Regions from separate parts of the Mus musculus genome. Here regions 2, 3, 4 and 5 are each linked to region 1. Evidence: chromatin contacts called from public Hi-C and HiChIP or PLAC-seq data. All regions are on one chromosome and are shown on one strand. The core of a region is the stretch at or near the end of the contact, and the rest is flanking DNA. Distances in the headings are between cores, read along the strand shown.

Region 1 (2,700 bases), core at 66-2,565:
CCCAAGCCCTAGGAGTACCAGCATGCACCACCATTGACATCAGCCAGTTTCCCTTGACTTAGCATCGGCTTGCTACGTCTACCTTCATCTCCTCCTTTCGTCTTGTCTTCCCCAACATGTGAGTGCTGCTTTGATTTCTAATGCTGCTTTTGAGATTTGTTGGAACCACACAGCAAGTCAAGGTTGTGCCTGTTTTCCTCCACATAGTAGTGTGTGGCTCCACATAGTGTGGCTCCACATGGTGTGGCTCGTCCTTGCTGCCACACAGACTTGTGGTTTGCTCTCTTTCGTGGCTGCCTAGTGCTCCATTCTACAGATTAATGTGACAACTGCTGGTTATTCAATTATCAGATGATTATCTGGGTATAGGTGAGGTACAAGGGACTAAACAAGCCACCCAAAAAGAAAAAAAAAAAAAAACAACAATTTTACATAGATTATAGAGCTGCCTCCCACCAAACTCATTCATCCTGAACAGAGCTGAGCCTGAGATCTTAGCGGTACATACGCACCCAGATAGGTCTTGCAGAGTCCTTGCACTTTAGCCCAGGAGAATTCTTTCCTGTTTTGCTTTGTAGAAATATCTAAAGTTTTCTCTGGCAGCCTGATTCTCAGCAAATCACTGGAAGCCAAAGATGCTCTCAGATGCAGACACACGGACGGCAAGAAATATGTTAATAATTAACACCTAGGAAAATCATAACCCGTGTTTGCAAAAAAGGCAGATGCAGAAATGCAAGTCCAGACCATACTGCCCTGGGCAAGCCTGATCCCTTCCCAGTCTGGAGTGAGTCTCTTAAGGGACAAAGCAGCCAATTGTGGGTGACTGAGACAACTGTGGGTGGCTGCCTGTGGCAGCCAGCAGAGTCATGTGAGGACTATGTGCTAAAGCAACAACTTGCCAGGCTGTGGTGGTGCACACCTCTAATCCCAGCACTTGGGAGGTAAAAGCAAGCAGATCTCTGAGTTCAAGGCCAGCCTGGTTTACAGAGTGAGTTCCAAAACAGCTAGGGATACATAGAGAAACTTGACTTGAAAGGAAAAAAAAAAAAAAAAAGCAACAACTGAATTATATACACCTTATTATATTTACTGTGGCCAGGGATCATCCACATTTTGAGAATGATTTAATAAAATGGTTAAAAACAAAACAAAGTGGCAAGTTAGGACATCTTAGAGCAAGGCAGGGGGCTGGGAGATCTGTGGCTAGTCTTCCAATCAATGTGTGTTCCTGAGCATGGTGACAGGTCACCCATGGTGACTCAGAGCAGGCAAGCGCACAGTCCTGCAAAGGAACAACACGGAGGCTCTGGGAAACCCACAGCTAGCGTCACACTCGACAGTGCACGCTTTTGCCCGTAGTCAAGAACAAGACCAAACTGTGTGGTTTCATCACCTGTTTCCTGTTGTGCGTTGCCCTGGTGCTGTTTGTACTTTGATGCTAATTCTGCTTCCTCAAGAGGGACTGGCTCAAGGAGTGGATCACGCCCTCTGGTGATTTCAGGCAAACCTTCTGCCCATTTTATAAAGCAAATCAAGGCGAGAGCCTGTGATTGGGCAGTGGATGGGAAAGGTGGGGCTGGAGGTTTTAGAGAGGGAGAGAGAGAAAGGAGGAAGGGAAGATGAGGAGAGAGAGAAGAGAGAGGAGAGAGAGGAGGATAGAGGAAGAGAGGTGGAAGGAAGATGGAGCAGAACCACGTGGCCTACAGGAACGGAAAGTAGCAAAGGATTTCCCACCTGGGGCGTGAAGTAGTGTAGTGTTCAACTGTTGAAACGCCACCTATTCTCCACAAGGCTTTGCTTGACGCAGTTGCTTTTCTGCCTGCTTCAGCTTCTACATGGAGGGTGCCAGCAGTACATCATTCAAGTTAGACATTTTTATTAGCAGCCATAAAGGCCACAAAGAGGTGGACACTATGGGTGAGAGACAGGCTTTCACGTGTCAGTTTCAATTTCTGTTGCCATTGGGAGGTCCTGAGCCTACCTTCTGCTCAGGAAAGATTGTCAATCATAGATGGCAACTCAAAAAGTTTAGGCACACGCTTGGGGAAAGGAATAAAGAAGAGAATAGCATTTGAAGGAGGCACCACCTACTCTGTCCTTTGCTTCTGCTAGATACAAAGGATGCGAGCTCTCCTGTTCCAAGTTTAATCTACCGATCCTCTTTAGGCTGTTCATTAAATGTGAAAGTCCTTCTTTTCATGGAAGCAGATTTCACCGGGCACCTCTGGAGGCCACGAGCTATAATGAAGCCAGCACCCAACGTTAACTACAATGCCCTCTGGTGGCTTGAAGTATTTTCCTTAGTTACAACAGTAAAATTAAACAAAACAAAAGCTCAGAAAACAACCATAACCACCATAAAAGTCCCAGCACTCGGGCAGTTTTCCCTCTTAAAAGGAAGCTCTTCTATAAAGTCGGAAATCATAATTGTAAAACTCCTTAGTATGTATAACCTTCGTGACCACACATCTTTCTACACAGGCTCATTACCAAACACATGGATCAGAGATGAGTAGGTGAGAAAGAGGGGTTGAGACAGCTCAGTTAGAACGTTTGCCTGGCACACCCGAAGCCCTCTGTTCCCCAGCACCATGTAAACAAGGCGTAGGCGTGGTCATGGTCGACCCAACAGTAACTCCAGTACTTCAGAGGGTGAGGGAGGCGGAGCCAAAGTTCAAGGTTATTCTTGACTTTCTG
Region 2 (2,700 bases), core at 99-2,598, 400 kb before region 1:
ACAAGCAAAGCAGTGGCACTTGGAAAGATTGCCTCCTATCTTTGTTTGACATCCCATCCTCCCTCTGAAACACCTAGGTCACTTGGCTCTTGATCGAGCACCTTACAGTGGTTCTCTGCCTTTCTCCCACCTCTCAGCACTGATCATCAGACTGTCCTGGTGCTCAGTTCTCATCCCTTTCACAGCATACAGCCACCACTAGGTGACCTCATCTGCCTCAGTGCCCTTAATATTGAGAGTTACAAAATTGTGCCTGCTGTCAACATGTTCTTTTCAGTGTCATATACTGCTAGATATGTTCAGATTTAAAAACAAAACAAGGGCTGGCAAGATGGCTCAGTGGTTAAGAGTGCTGACTGCTCTTCCGAAGGTCCGGAGTTCAAATCCCAGCAACCACATGGTGGCTCACAACCATCCATAATGAAATCTGATGCCCTCTTCTGGAGTGTCTGAAGACAGCTACAGTGTACACACATATAATAATAATAATAATAAAATTCCAGTTAGACATGCTCCTATTCTGTAGTTGTTCACACCAAAGACCCACAAGCTAAAGTATGATCCTCCTGCATCACAGCCACATTCAGTTCAGGAAATTTTCCCTTCAGAACTGGAGTTATCTTTGGGAAACCTTGATAAGCTCCTTGAGAATCTCAAGGGCACACATCTGCATGTGCAAACACACACACACACACACACACACACACGTTTTTTTAAAAAAAAAAATCTTGATCCAGGCTCTGACTGTTATCACTACTGATGTAGTTCCTAAATCCCTAGAAGGCTACCATCATAGTGTAGGGCCTTCTTGTGTCTGCCCCATTCTTCTTCATTCAGGTGTTGATGTCTGTAGACTGAGTCACACTTGTCCTCTTCATAGCCACATTGTCCACTCTGGTAGCTATTAGCAGAGGAACACTTGAAATTTAGCTATTATTTCATCATCATTAAATTTAAGTAGATGCACCTAGCTTGTGTCTGCTTAGGCATGACAGAAAGATCTGTGAAGCTCTGCTGTAAAACATACAGTACACCATGATGTCCCTTGGCTGCAGATCCTCTCCTGGCTTGCTCACCCACCTACAGTGCAGTGTTTACTGCCATTTTTAGGGTTCTTGGTGATCTCACCCAGCTTATACCTTATGTCTCTCCAACCAAGTGACCCCAAAACCCCAGTCGTATTTAGACCGCTGTTGTCTGGGGCTGCCAAGCGGCATGACCTTTACTTCCTCGGCTCTGTGCTTCAGAGCGCCTTAGCCAGCTAAGCTCTGAAGCTTACAGTGCTTCCCCACTACTCTTGCCATCTTACCCTCCGGAAGTTTCCTTGTCTTTCCTTCCTCCTCCGCCCCTTGAGTCAAGTTTCACAGCCACAGGGGTGACCACAGCTGTGTTGCGCACATCCCGTTGACGTTGTGCATGTGCAGGCATGCTGTTCATCTCTGTACCCACCACTGTTAACACTGTGTTTTCCTCTGTTGCCAAGTAGTCTTCTCACCCTCTCCTTTGGTTCTTGGGATGGAACCCGGGGTGTGCTCGGTACATAAAGTGAGCTGTGCCCCAGCCCATATTGATCATTCTTCTGGTTTCTCATTCTTTGTTTGTAGGGTTTTGTTTTATTATGAAACAGGGTCTTACTATAACCCAGGCTAGCCTTAAAATCATCTAGATCCTCTTTCTTTTCTGTCTCTCCAGTGCTGGGATTAAAGGAATATACCACCACACCTGGCAATGTTAATTATTATCAGAAACTTGTTTCATTAAATACATTTACCTTGATTTACTTAACACTCTCTTCCCCTTTTATTGGATATTAAATTGTTTCTAATTTTTTGCTAAATTTGCAGAGAAAGTCTTATACAAAAACCTTCATCAATATTAGGTTTTGTTTCTGTGGCATGCATCCTGGCTTAAACTGAGCCTTCCGCCTTGGCCTCCTTATTGGGGACCCACGTGTGGTCCTACCTTATTTCTAAACCTAGTTGTCCAGAGTGAAGTGTTAGAGAATTTTTTTCTAAAGCATAAACACTGAAACTTAACATTTAACATTTATTACAAGGCTAGGAATGTCATTCAATGATAGAAAAGTCATGTTTGAGACCCTAGGTTCTTTTTCCAACACAGCCAGGAAAAAAAAAGGAAGGAAGAGTTGTTAAAGCCTTTGTTTCTACTGTTGCTTTCCCTCCACTCACTGGAGGATTCAGAAAGTAAGATTCTGGTGGCTTTTGTCATCCCTTTAAATTTCTGCCATTTTCCACCTGCATTGCTTTGTTAAAAGCCATATTGATTGCTTCAAGATACTCACTTTCTCCAGCCCAGCTGGAGACTGAGGGCTTTTAAGCCTGCATAATTAACTCTCCATAATAGGAATATGCAAACCTGCACTTTAATTACTTTGCATCCTAGGTTTGAGCAGCCATTTGCCAGGAGCATAGGGGCGTTACTCCTTTTGTAATTCTTGTAAGGAGCCGCTGTATCTGCAGCCTGAAGAAGCAAGGGTAAATAGAAAGACCTCCTGGGTATTGACTTAGAGTCTAAAACTGTCAGCTTAAGGGGCATGTGCACTGGTGCAGTGTAAATATAAGAATGCCTGCCAGGTGGCGCACGCCTTTAATCCCAGCACTTGGGAGGCAGAGGCAGGCAGATTTCTGAGTTCGAAGCCAGCCTGGTCTACAGAGTCAGTTCCAGAACAGCCAGGGCTAC
Region 3 (2,700 bases), core at 172-2,671, 320 kb before region 1:
CATGTATACTCATGTGGGCAAAGCACTAATACACATACAATAAAACACATGCATCTTTCAATTTTTAATGTGTGTGCTGGGGATGAGTCACACAAATTAAAAGGGTGCTGTGACTGAAAAGACAAACAGACTACTTAGGTAATCAACACAGATTCCATGTTACCACTTCCTAGCTCCTGTTATTTCCATCCGGGTCCTTCTCTAAACACTTCCGTCAGAAAGTCAGCCGTGCCTGTTTGCTAGCAGTCACCACCGTGGGGCTTTTTTGACTGTTGGCGTTCCCTCATAGAAGGAGGGACTGAAGAGGGCAACTGTCTGCCCCTTCCCACCCCAGACTTGAGATTACAGCTGCTCCTCACAGCCATTGGAGGCAGTTCTACCCTAATTGCACATGACCTCAAAAATCTCTGGATGCGCCGGGTCATATATGCTTCAGGGGCTCCATGTCCTCCTGAGCTGTGGGGAAGCCATATTCCATTTCGGGTGAAGACGGCAGTATGGCTGCATGTTACCCATGCTCCTGTATGCAATCTATCATCTATGCTCTGTAAGTAAGCCTAACAGATTCATTGGCTCTCCAGGTTGAACTTTGCTGAGATCGTACTTCGATTCGTCATTGGCACCTTATAAGGATCTGGTAAATATTTAAGTCTCTCAGGGAAGGAATTTTTGAAACAAATGAGAATAACATTCATTCTGCATTCAGCCCATTCCTGTGCTTGGGTGATGTGAAAAACCTGCTAATGTGCTTTGTAAGCTGTTTATTGTACGGCCAGGTCATGACTGAGTCCACCTTGCGGTTTGTAGAGTTTGCTTCATTGACCTGGGCACAAGTACGAACCAACACTTCAAACCGGTGTTGGTCGCAGTCAGTGTCTTTTCAGATTTGGCTGAGATGTCCCTTTAATGCTGTTGATAGCCTTTCTGAAATGAGGGAGGGGGGGGGGGCGGGTTCAGATTAGATTCCTTGCCAGCAGTGACAGTGTCAGCTGCCATCTTTCTGGATTGTTCTTTGGTGCTGTGTTTAAACGTTTTCCATACACATTGAGTTCTCACGGAAACCGTAAGTTCCGGGTTTTTATGGATGCGCAAAATGTTACGAGTGACTCAAAAGCAGGTGCTCAGGTTCCACACACCGCTTCCTTCTTAGTCATGACCTCAATCAATTACTGCTTTCCCCAGGGCCTGTGACTGATGGAAAACTAGATTAATCTGGTCTAGAAGCCAGCTCTGTGAGCCTGAAAGAGAAGACCAGTTTCTGGACTTGTGCACTGACTCCATCCTGACTGCTCCCAAACAACCACGAGTTGCTTGCATCACAGACCGGGTGCCTGGGGTACCTACCTCTAAAGGACGCCTGGAACCTGGGATGGGCCAGTCTTCCCGCGAAACTACAGCCCCCAGCATGCCCCACGGCCACCGGCTCTGCGGCCCGCGCGTGCGCAGAAGGGCAGCAGTGCGCGCCGACTAGGAGGCAGCTGCTAGCCTGACCTGCCGAGGTGCTGAGGTGGCCGCGAGACAGGTGAGCGGTGCGCGAGTCTCCGAGTCTCCGGGCCGGCGAGGGGGACGCTCACCTGCCTCTTGAGTGGAGGCCGCGGGGTACGGGCTGAGGGGAAGGCGGCGGGGAAGGCGCCGCCTCAGGCGGGGGCGGCGAGCCGCCGCGGCGTGGCTGCTCCCACGGCGACCCGGGACGCGCGTGACAGTGACAGACCCACCCCCTCCGGCGGCTCCCGGCGACCCGGAGGAACTGCGCCTGACGCAGCGGCGGGCGTCTCGGCAGGTGGCAACTCTCCCTCAGAGCCGACTTAGCTGTTCCCCTGGAAGACTCGGGTTCAGTGCCTAGGCCGAGTGTTAGCAGCGGGGAAACTGAGGCGGACGTGTAGGCAGGGGTCGCCTCGTGTGCTTCCGGTTAGAGGTCCTGAAATTACCCTGAGATTTAGGTGTGGGTCCCGACTGCTTTCATAGGGCAGTAATAGGAAATACAGATGCTTTAAAGTTTCCTTGTCAGTGACAGATTGTGCCGTGTCTTCCCGTCTCATGATGCATAGGAAATTTATGATGGGCTATGGTGGGTTTGTTTTTGTTTTTGTTTAGGTTTTTGTTGGTGTTGGTGGTGAGTTTTTAGAGATGACAGGGGAGTGGGTATTATCTGTCTGTCTGTCTGTCTGTCTGTCTATCCGGTTCCTTAAAAGAAATCTTTCTAGGTAAATTCATGTTTGTAGCCCAGGCTGGCCTCAGACTCCGAGCTCTGCCTGCTTCTGCTTTCCAAGTGCCGAACTGAAGGTGTGCGCTCTCAAGCCTCCAAATTCACATCTTCAACCGGACTACTTTTCAGTTTCATCTTTTTTTCTTTGTAGCTTTTCTGACTGTGCTGGTGACTGAGTTTTCAGGCACGCACAGTTCCTGGTTCTTTTCCCCCTTAAGCCCTCTGTTAGCCTCCAGCTTTCTTCTGACTCCAAGCATTAATGATCAGTTTCCCATACTCTGTTCCCCGTGACCTATGTGTGTGCTGCTGCTGCTGCTACTGTTGTTGTTGATTATTCCATATGGAACCCAGGGCCTCCCTCCACTACTGAGCTGTCCCCAAATCCTTAATGTAGCTTCTTCATCATTATCTCATCTTGGTTTTTTGGTTGATTGGTTGATTGGTTTTAAACTTTTAAAATTTAATTTTTTTAAATGTGTGTGTGTTCATGAGTG
Region 4 (2,755 bases), core at 61-2,560, 300 kb before region 1:
TTTTGCATGCGTGTATGTATGCCTGGTGCCCGAGGAGGTCAGCTGAAGACATTGGATCTCCTGGAACTGCAGTTGCAGATGGCTGTGAGCCACCATGTAGGTTTTAGAAGCATCTCTAGTGTCTATACTAGTTTCCTCCTTCCTTTTAGCCTTTCTCAGACTTTCCCAGCCCTGAGCCACTCTCACCAGTTTATCTGTTATCTGTAGCTTTCAGAGTCACCTCATCTCTTTACAGAAAAAAAAAGTGGTCTTTAGGCTCTTAGGTGCCACCAAAAATCAATGTTTTTGCCTATATTGGTTCAGCCTTTATGCTTCCTGGAAGATGTCTGGAGAAAGCCACTTGTGTGGCAGTAACTCTGCTGCCTTGTCAGGGATATATGTCCCTTCAGTCCATGTCAGGAGACCACAGGAAGTGAACGGTACCTCTGCACCTGCATACAGTGGCAACATTTGTGGGAAAATGTGGGATTGGTAAACTAGGAAGGGACACACAGCATCAGAACTGGCTCTCTTAAGCTTGTACATTTAATTGTTACAATTTCTTCTGAGCAACTCAGAAGTGGCTGCATCAATTAAGGTTTTCTAAGGTTTCTTTTAAAAAGACTACAAGAGGGCAGCCATAGACCAGGTATTTGTGGAGACTAACTGTTTAGGCTAGGTCTGTCAGTTCTGGGTGCTTTCAGGGAAATTTCCATAGCAACCAGAAGCTGAAAAACCTGCCTGCCCAGCTCAGCAGTGTCACATCTGGGAGACTTAAGGTCAACCCTAAGTATATGTGTCCTTAAGTGCAACATGAATGAAATAGCAATCGAGGCTCTCAGCCTGTAAAAATGTGTACACCATCTGATCGATTCTCAGTGCTTGCACCCACAACATCTCCTACCCTGGGCATGGCCTTTCAGTCTCCATTGATTTCTGGGCACCTGGAGATATTGTTCAGTCCTACCAGATTTTGCTTGATGGCTGTTCAGAATCTGTGGATTTCTTTGCTGTCTGAGAACAGAGGTCAAAAGCCTGTCTTCAGGGTGAGCAGGGTGAGGTGCCCTTGGCATCTGCTGTTGCTTCCTCCCACTCTTCCCCCCACTGCATCCTAGGCTCTGAGCTCACTGGCCCCTCCCTGCATCTGGATCCTCCCTCAGTGAAGTCAGGCCTTGATCTCTAGCCTGGCTTTGGCCCTTGCTCAGACCTCAGCTCTCAAAGGCTCTTTTGATACAGAATTAGTCCCATCTTACTTTGTCTCTTATCTAATTTTCTACTACACTGCAACAGCCTGACCTTATCCACGGTTGTGCTGCCTGGCTCTGTGCTCAGTCATTGTTTGCTGAGTGACAGTGAGTAGGAGGCTGGTGAGAGGGGAACTGCTGTTGAGAACTCTCTTCCAGCCCCTTCTGCCCTCCAGCAGATGTCGGTTCCTCCTCTTTAAACAACCTCTTTTCCTCCATGTTTTTGCTCCATATTTTATCTCCTCCTTTCCCTCTTCCTTTTTCTTTTTCTGACAGGGTCTTATTATGTAGCCATGGCTGGCCTGGAACTCATAAAGATCCACCTGCCTCTGTTGGGATTAAAGGCATGTACTACCCTGCCTAGTTGATTTCTCCTTTTTTTTTTTTGTTTTGTTTTTTTTTTTTTTTTTTTTTTTTTTTTTTTTATTTATTTATTATATGTAAGTACACTGTAGCTGTCTTCAGACGCACCAGAAGAGGGCATCAGATCTCATTACGGGTGGTTGTGAGCCACCATGTGGTTGCTGGGATTTGAACTTCGGACCTTCGGAAGAGCAGTCGGGTGCTCTTACCTACTGAGCCATCTCACCAGCCCCTTTTTGTTTTTTTTTGTTTTTTTTTGAGACAGGATTTCTCTGTGTAGCCCTGGCTGGAACTCACTCTGTAGACCAGGCTGGCCTCAAACTCAGAAATCCACCTGCCCCTGCCTTCTGAGTGCTGGGATTAAAGGCATGTGCCACCACTCCCAGCTGATTTCTCCATATTCTTGCTAACATTTTTTTAAAGAAAAAAATCAAAATTATGTATATGTGTCTTTGTATGTCTGTGTACATGTAAATGCCTTTGGGTCCAGAAGAAGTGATTGGATCGCCTGGAGCTGCAGTTACTGGCAGTTGTGAACTGCCTGATAGGAGTGCATTTAATTCAGGTCCTCTGAAAGAGGCTCGTAGCTGCTGAGCCATCGCTCCAGCCCCTCCTTTTTAAAAAATGTTTTCTGAGACAAGGTCTCATGTGGCCTAGGATTTGTCTTCATCCTCGTGCTGGGATTACAGGTGTACACTGCCACATTTAGTCACATGCAGTGTTGGGGACGCAGACTGAAGAGTTTGATGTGTGCGAGCGAGGAGAGCACTCTGGTGTTTGTTTGTGTGAGCCCTCATGGCTGTGGAGTAGCATGCCTTCACAGTTTAGATCTCCTTTGTGGTTGATGATAACCCAGTCACTTTCACCCGCTATTGGCCATTTCCCTCTCTTATTTGAGAAATGTATGTTCAAACATCTTTTAAATTTATTTTGTGTGTATGTCTGTCTCTGCATCACATATGTGCAGTGCCCTCAGAGGCTGGAAGAGGGCATTAGCTCCAGAGCTAGAGGTACAACCTGCCGAGAGCTGCGGGGTTGGTGCTGGAAACTGAACCCAAGCTCTGGAAGAACAGCCAGTTCTCTTAACCACTGAGCCATCTCTCTAGCCCTGCTTAACTATTTTTAAATTGGGCTTTTTGTGTCTTTACTGTTCAGTCTTTTTACTGTTG
Region 5 (2,700 bases), core at 180-2,679, 490 kb before region 1:
TAAGAAGGGGCAAAGTGTCCACACTTTGGTCTTCGTTCTTCTTCAGTTTCATGTGTTTAACAGTATGTTTTAATAAAAAACAAAAATGTGATATGACCATTTTCTCTAGGCACTATTGCTGAATTAGAAAATAGAATATAATGTGAGGAAGCTGGCCGGTTCAGGATGTCGCTCAATTACTAAGGAAGATCACCCAACCCAAATGGAAGTCAGCTTGTACAAAGGCCCTGCCTGCAGCAAGAGCAGACAGTGATGTATTTGGGGAGCTTCATTGTATCATATGTGGTCATTATTGTTGGGGTGTAATTGTGCTTAAGGAAAGAGATGATCTGGGAAATAGAGAATGAAAGTTTAAACCTTGGCAGGAAGCCGTGGAGTCTGTCAGCCATCAGAGAAGTCTTTTTCCTCAGAGCACTTGGAAAAGGTTTATGCAGCAATGTCACTTGTTTAGATTGGATTTGGGGTATGGTTGAGAGGGTAGAATATGTGACCATTCTGACCACTTGATACAATAGTGTTCTCAGGTGGTGTTAGCCAGAATTGTCCGCAAAGTTAGGAGTAGATGATTCCCAGGGACATTTGGGAAGCCGTCACAGCCTCTGGGCTGGGGAATAGTGAGTACCCTCACTGAGTCAGGCCATTTAGATGAGAGGCAGATGTGGGGCTCACGCCATGAGTTTAGTTTGGAGTTATTGAATATTGTGACTTTCAAATAAAGATCTGCAGAAGTTAGAGACCTAGTCTGGGATAGATTTAAAAATTCATTGTAGTTTCAAGTTTTCAAAATTCTCCTTAAATTAGTTTTCCTGGTAAGGTGTCCAAAGATGGCTTACCCATTGTATGTAGTATAAGGGGCAGCGGTGGTAGGAAACATTGTTTTATAAAGAAGATAAAAGCCAGCCAGGAAGTGGTGGCACATACCTTTAACCCAAGGCAGGGGCAGGTGGATCTTAGAGTTTGAGGACAGCTTGGTCTGCAGAGTGAGTTCTAGGATAGCCAGGGCTACACAGTAAAACCCTTTCCTTTCTTAATGGGGGAGGGGGAAATGATTAAAAACTATATAGTTCTATTACCAGGGTTTATTTTGTTTTGTTTTTCAAGGCACGATTTCTCTATGTATCCCCATTCCTGGTGGCCAAGGGCATTTGGAGAAGAGAAACATTGGTTTGAGCTGGATTGATTGATCAGGAAATGCTCTGTGAAGACTTGGCATATAGGCAGGGCCTAAAGATTGGGCAGAATTGGGCTCAGGGAACTCTGAAGGCTGGGCATTCTAGCTTGAGGGAAAGGAGCAGGACTGTCCAAGAAAAGTTAGTGAGGTGAGGAGGAACCGGGTGCCTTCTGTGAGTGGTTCACATCCATGTTAGGCCACGAATGGAGGTCTGTAAGCTTGGAGACAGTGTAAACAGAGTTGCCGAGTGTTAAGGGGTTCAGAGTCCAGCAGGCCAATTAGAGTAGAACCAGGCAGTGGTAGCGCACTCCTTTAATCCCAGAACTCAGGAGGCAGAGCCAAGTACATCTCTGTGAATTTGAGGTCAGCTTGGTCGGCACAGAGAAATCCTGTCTTAGAAAAACTTTTTTAAAAAATGAGTTTGGTGCAAGGACTGTGGTGAAAAGACCTTGCTCTGAGTGAGGCTGACTTTGGACTACAAAAGAGCAGATGCTAGGTTTTCTAGGTGCATAGCATGGAGTCCTCTGCATATGACTTCTACTCATACATACAGAGTTCTTCAGGTAGAACTGTTGGGCAGAAAACTGGCTCTGTGGAGCTGCAGCCTGGAATGAGGTCAGAATGGAGATAGTAGGACAGCTTCCTGTTGAAGTGATAGTGGATGCCTAGGGGTGGATGAGGTCACCGGGACTCTACACAATAGAAGAAAATGAGAATGGGGACAGGAAGAGAAAGAAGACCCGGGAAGAATTAAAAGAAAGGTAGAGTTAGTCACAGACACCAAGGATGAGGGAAGGACTTTTCAGTTCATTGCAGGCGTGACCAGCAGTTTCAGGTGCTGGGCAGGAAAGAAGGTATCTGGTAATGGCGCTATTCCCGAGCTGGTGTTGAGAGGAGCTCCAGCAGGCACACCAGGGGAATCATTAGATGATGCCAGCACAGTTCAGGGGAAATAGAAAACAAACCTTGTAAGGATGAAGTTATTTTGAACGGTGTTTTATTTAACTGGGTATGTGTAAAATATTATCAGTAATTGTGTAATTGATCTACAGCTAGAGAAGTATTTTACTTTCATATTGAGTCTGAAATCTGGTGTATACTTAACAGTTAGAACACTGTAGTTTGACATAACATTTTCATTGGAAATCTTTGGTTTGTATTTATATTCTGTAAAACTGACTACTTTCTCATGAAGAAGTAAGTTTGTGTGCACAAGTCTTTTCCAAGCATATGAAGTTTGTCCAGTAATGCAGAGAACTCTCAGTGTTTGTGCTAAGTTAAGTTTGAGTGGCACTAGCCACATGTTGCTATCACAGTGGATGCCGAAGTAGCTACTGCAGGGTTATGCAAAGTAAAGCAGGTTGTTTGTGGTGCTGTACACTTTAAAAATATCCAAAATGGCTTCCCCAGCACAGAACCTTTCACAGGGTAAGCACTACTCTGAACACTGTTTGGCTTAGCCTGTCGGGAAACTTAAAATGAGAGTCTAATCTTTTACATTTTTTGTGAAAAGGCAAACTTTGTATCAA

What was found. A called contact is a pair of places that touch in the nucleus more often than the background predicts. HiChIP or PLAC-seq counts read pairs in DNA pulled down with a chosen protein or histone mark.
Region 2: a Hi-C map of CD4 T cells shows a contact between it and region 1, with 2.4 times the contacts expected there. The contact joins two enhancer-like sites. A contact is called at or near these places in 1 of 484 Hi-C or Micro-C datasets (CD4 T cells), 1 of 115 datasets of contacts at active chromatin or transcription factors (bone marrow-derived dendritic cells) and 1 of 9 other capture datasets (adipose tissue).
Region 3: a contact with region 1 is called in a FOXA1 HiChIP or PLAC-seq map of pancreatic cancer cells. The contact joins the promoter of Sgsm3 here to the enhancer-like site in region 1. A contact is called at or near these places in 3 of 39 promoter capture datasets (the C10 cell line, HPC-7-derived erythroid cells and macrophages), 2 of 484 Hi-C or Micro-C datasets (CD4 T cells and bone marrow-derived macrophages), 3 of 115 datasets of contacts at active chromatin or transcription factors (T-cell acute lymphoblastic leukemia, large pre-B cells and pancreatic cancer cells) and 2 of 9 other capture datasets (adipose tissue and macrophages).
Region 4: a FOXA1 HiChIP or PLAC-seq map of pancreatic cancer cells shows a contact between it and region 1. The contact joins two enhancer-like sites. A contact is called at or near these places in 2 of 15 datasets of contacts at CTCF or cohesin (large pre-B cells and stem cell-derived epiblast-like cells), 5 of 484 Hi-C or Micro-C datasets (bone marrow-derived macrophages, embryonic fibroblasts, embryonic stem cells and 1 more), 5 of 115 datasets of contacts at active chromatin or transcription factors (T-cell acute lymphoblastic leukemia, bone marrow-derived dendritic cells, embryonic stem cells and 2 more) and 2 of 9 other capture datasets (embryonic stem cells and pancreatic islet).
Region 5: a Foxp3 HiChIP or PLAC-seq map of regulatory T cells shows a contact between it and region 1, with 7 times the contacts expected there. The contact joins two enhancer-like sites. A contact is called at or near these places in 1 of 484 Hi-C or Micro-C datasets (CD4 T cells) and 3 of 115 datasets of contacts at active chromatin or transcription factors (memory CD8 T cells, regulatory T cells and thymic regulatory T cells).

The regions. Positions count from the first base shown.
Region 1 is chr15:81,299,991-81,302,690 of GRCm38.p6, forward strand. No RefSeq gene overlaps it. Among named protein-coding and RNA genes, the nearest start is that of Gm52179, 41 kb to the left of the region's middle. Within about 2 kb of position 1,316, at least 181 of the 459 cell types and tissues checked have an H3K27ac peak or open chromatin away from gene starts, as enhancers often do. A contact at or near this core is called in T-cell acute lymphoblastic leukemia, bone marrow-derived macrophages, pancreatic cancer cells and 2 more, where this site is marked.
Region 2 is chr15:80,895,628-80,898,327 of GRCm38.p6, forward strand. All of the region lies in intron 14 of Tnrc6b (trinucleotide repeat containing 6b), which reads left to right. Among named protein-coding and RNA genes, the nearest start is that of Mir5113, 43 kb to the right of the region's middle. Within about 2 kb of position 1,349, at least 73 of the 459 cell types and tissues checked have an H3K27ac peak or open chromatin away from gene starts, as enhancers often do.
Region 3 is chr15:80,976,344-80,979,043 of GRCm38.p6, forward strand. Sgsm3 (small G protein signaling modulator 3) reads left to right here and starts at 1,422. Exons shown (of 22, transcript NM_134091.2): 1 at 1,422-1,522.
Region 4 is chr15:80,999,396-81,002,150 of GRCm38.p6, forward strand. The region is part of intron 1 of Sgsm3 (small G protein signaling modulator 3); the gene reads left to right. Among named protein-coding and RNA genes, the nearest start is that of Sgsm3, 23 kb to the left of the region's middle. Within about 2 kb of position 1,311, at least 57 of the 459 cell types and tissues checked have an H3K27ac peak or open chromatin away from gene starts, as enhancers often do. A contact at or near this core is called in T-cell acute lymphoblastic leukemia, bone marrow-derived macrophages, pancreatic cancer cells and 1 more, where this site is marked.
Region 5 is chr15:80,805,947-80,808,646 of GRCm38.p6, forward strand. The region is part of intron 4 of Tnrc6b (trinucleotide repeat containing 6b); the gene reads left to right. Among named protein-coding and RNA genes, the nearest start is that of Tnrc6b, 96 kb to the left of the region's middle. Within about 2 kb of position 1,430, at least 30 of the 459 cell types and tissues checked have an H3K27ac peak or open chromatin away from gene starts, as enhancers often do. A contact at or near this core is called in regulatory T cells, where this site is marked.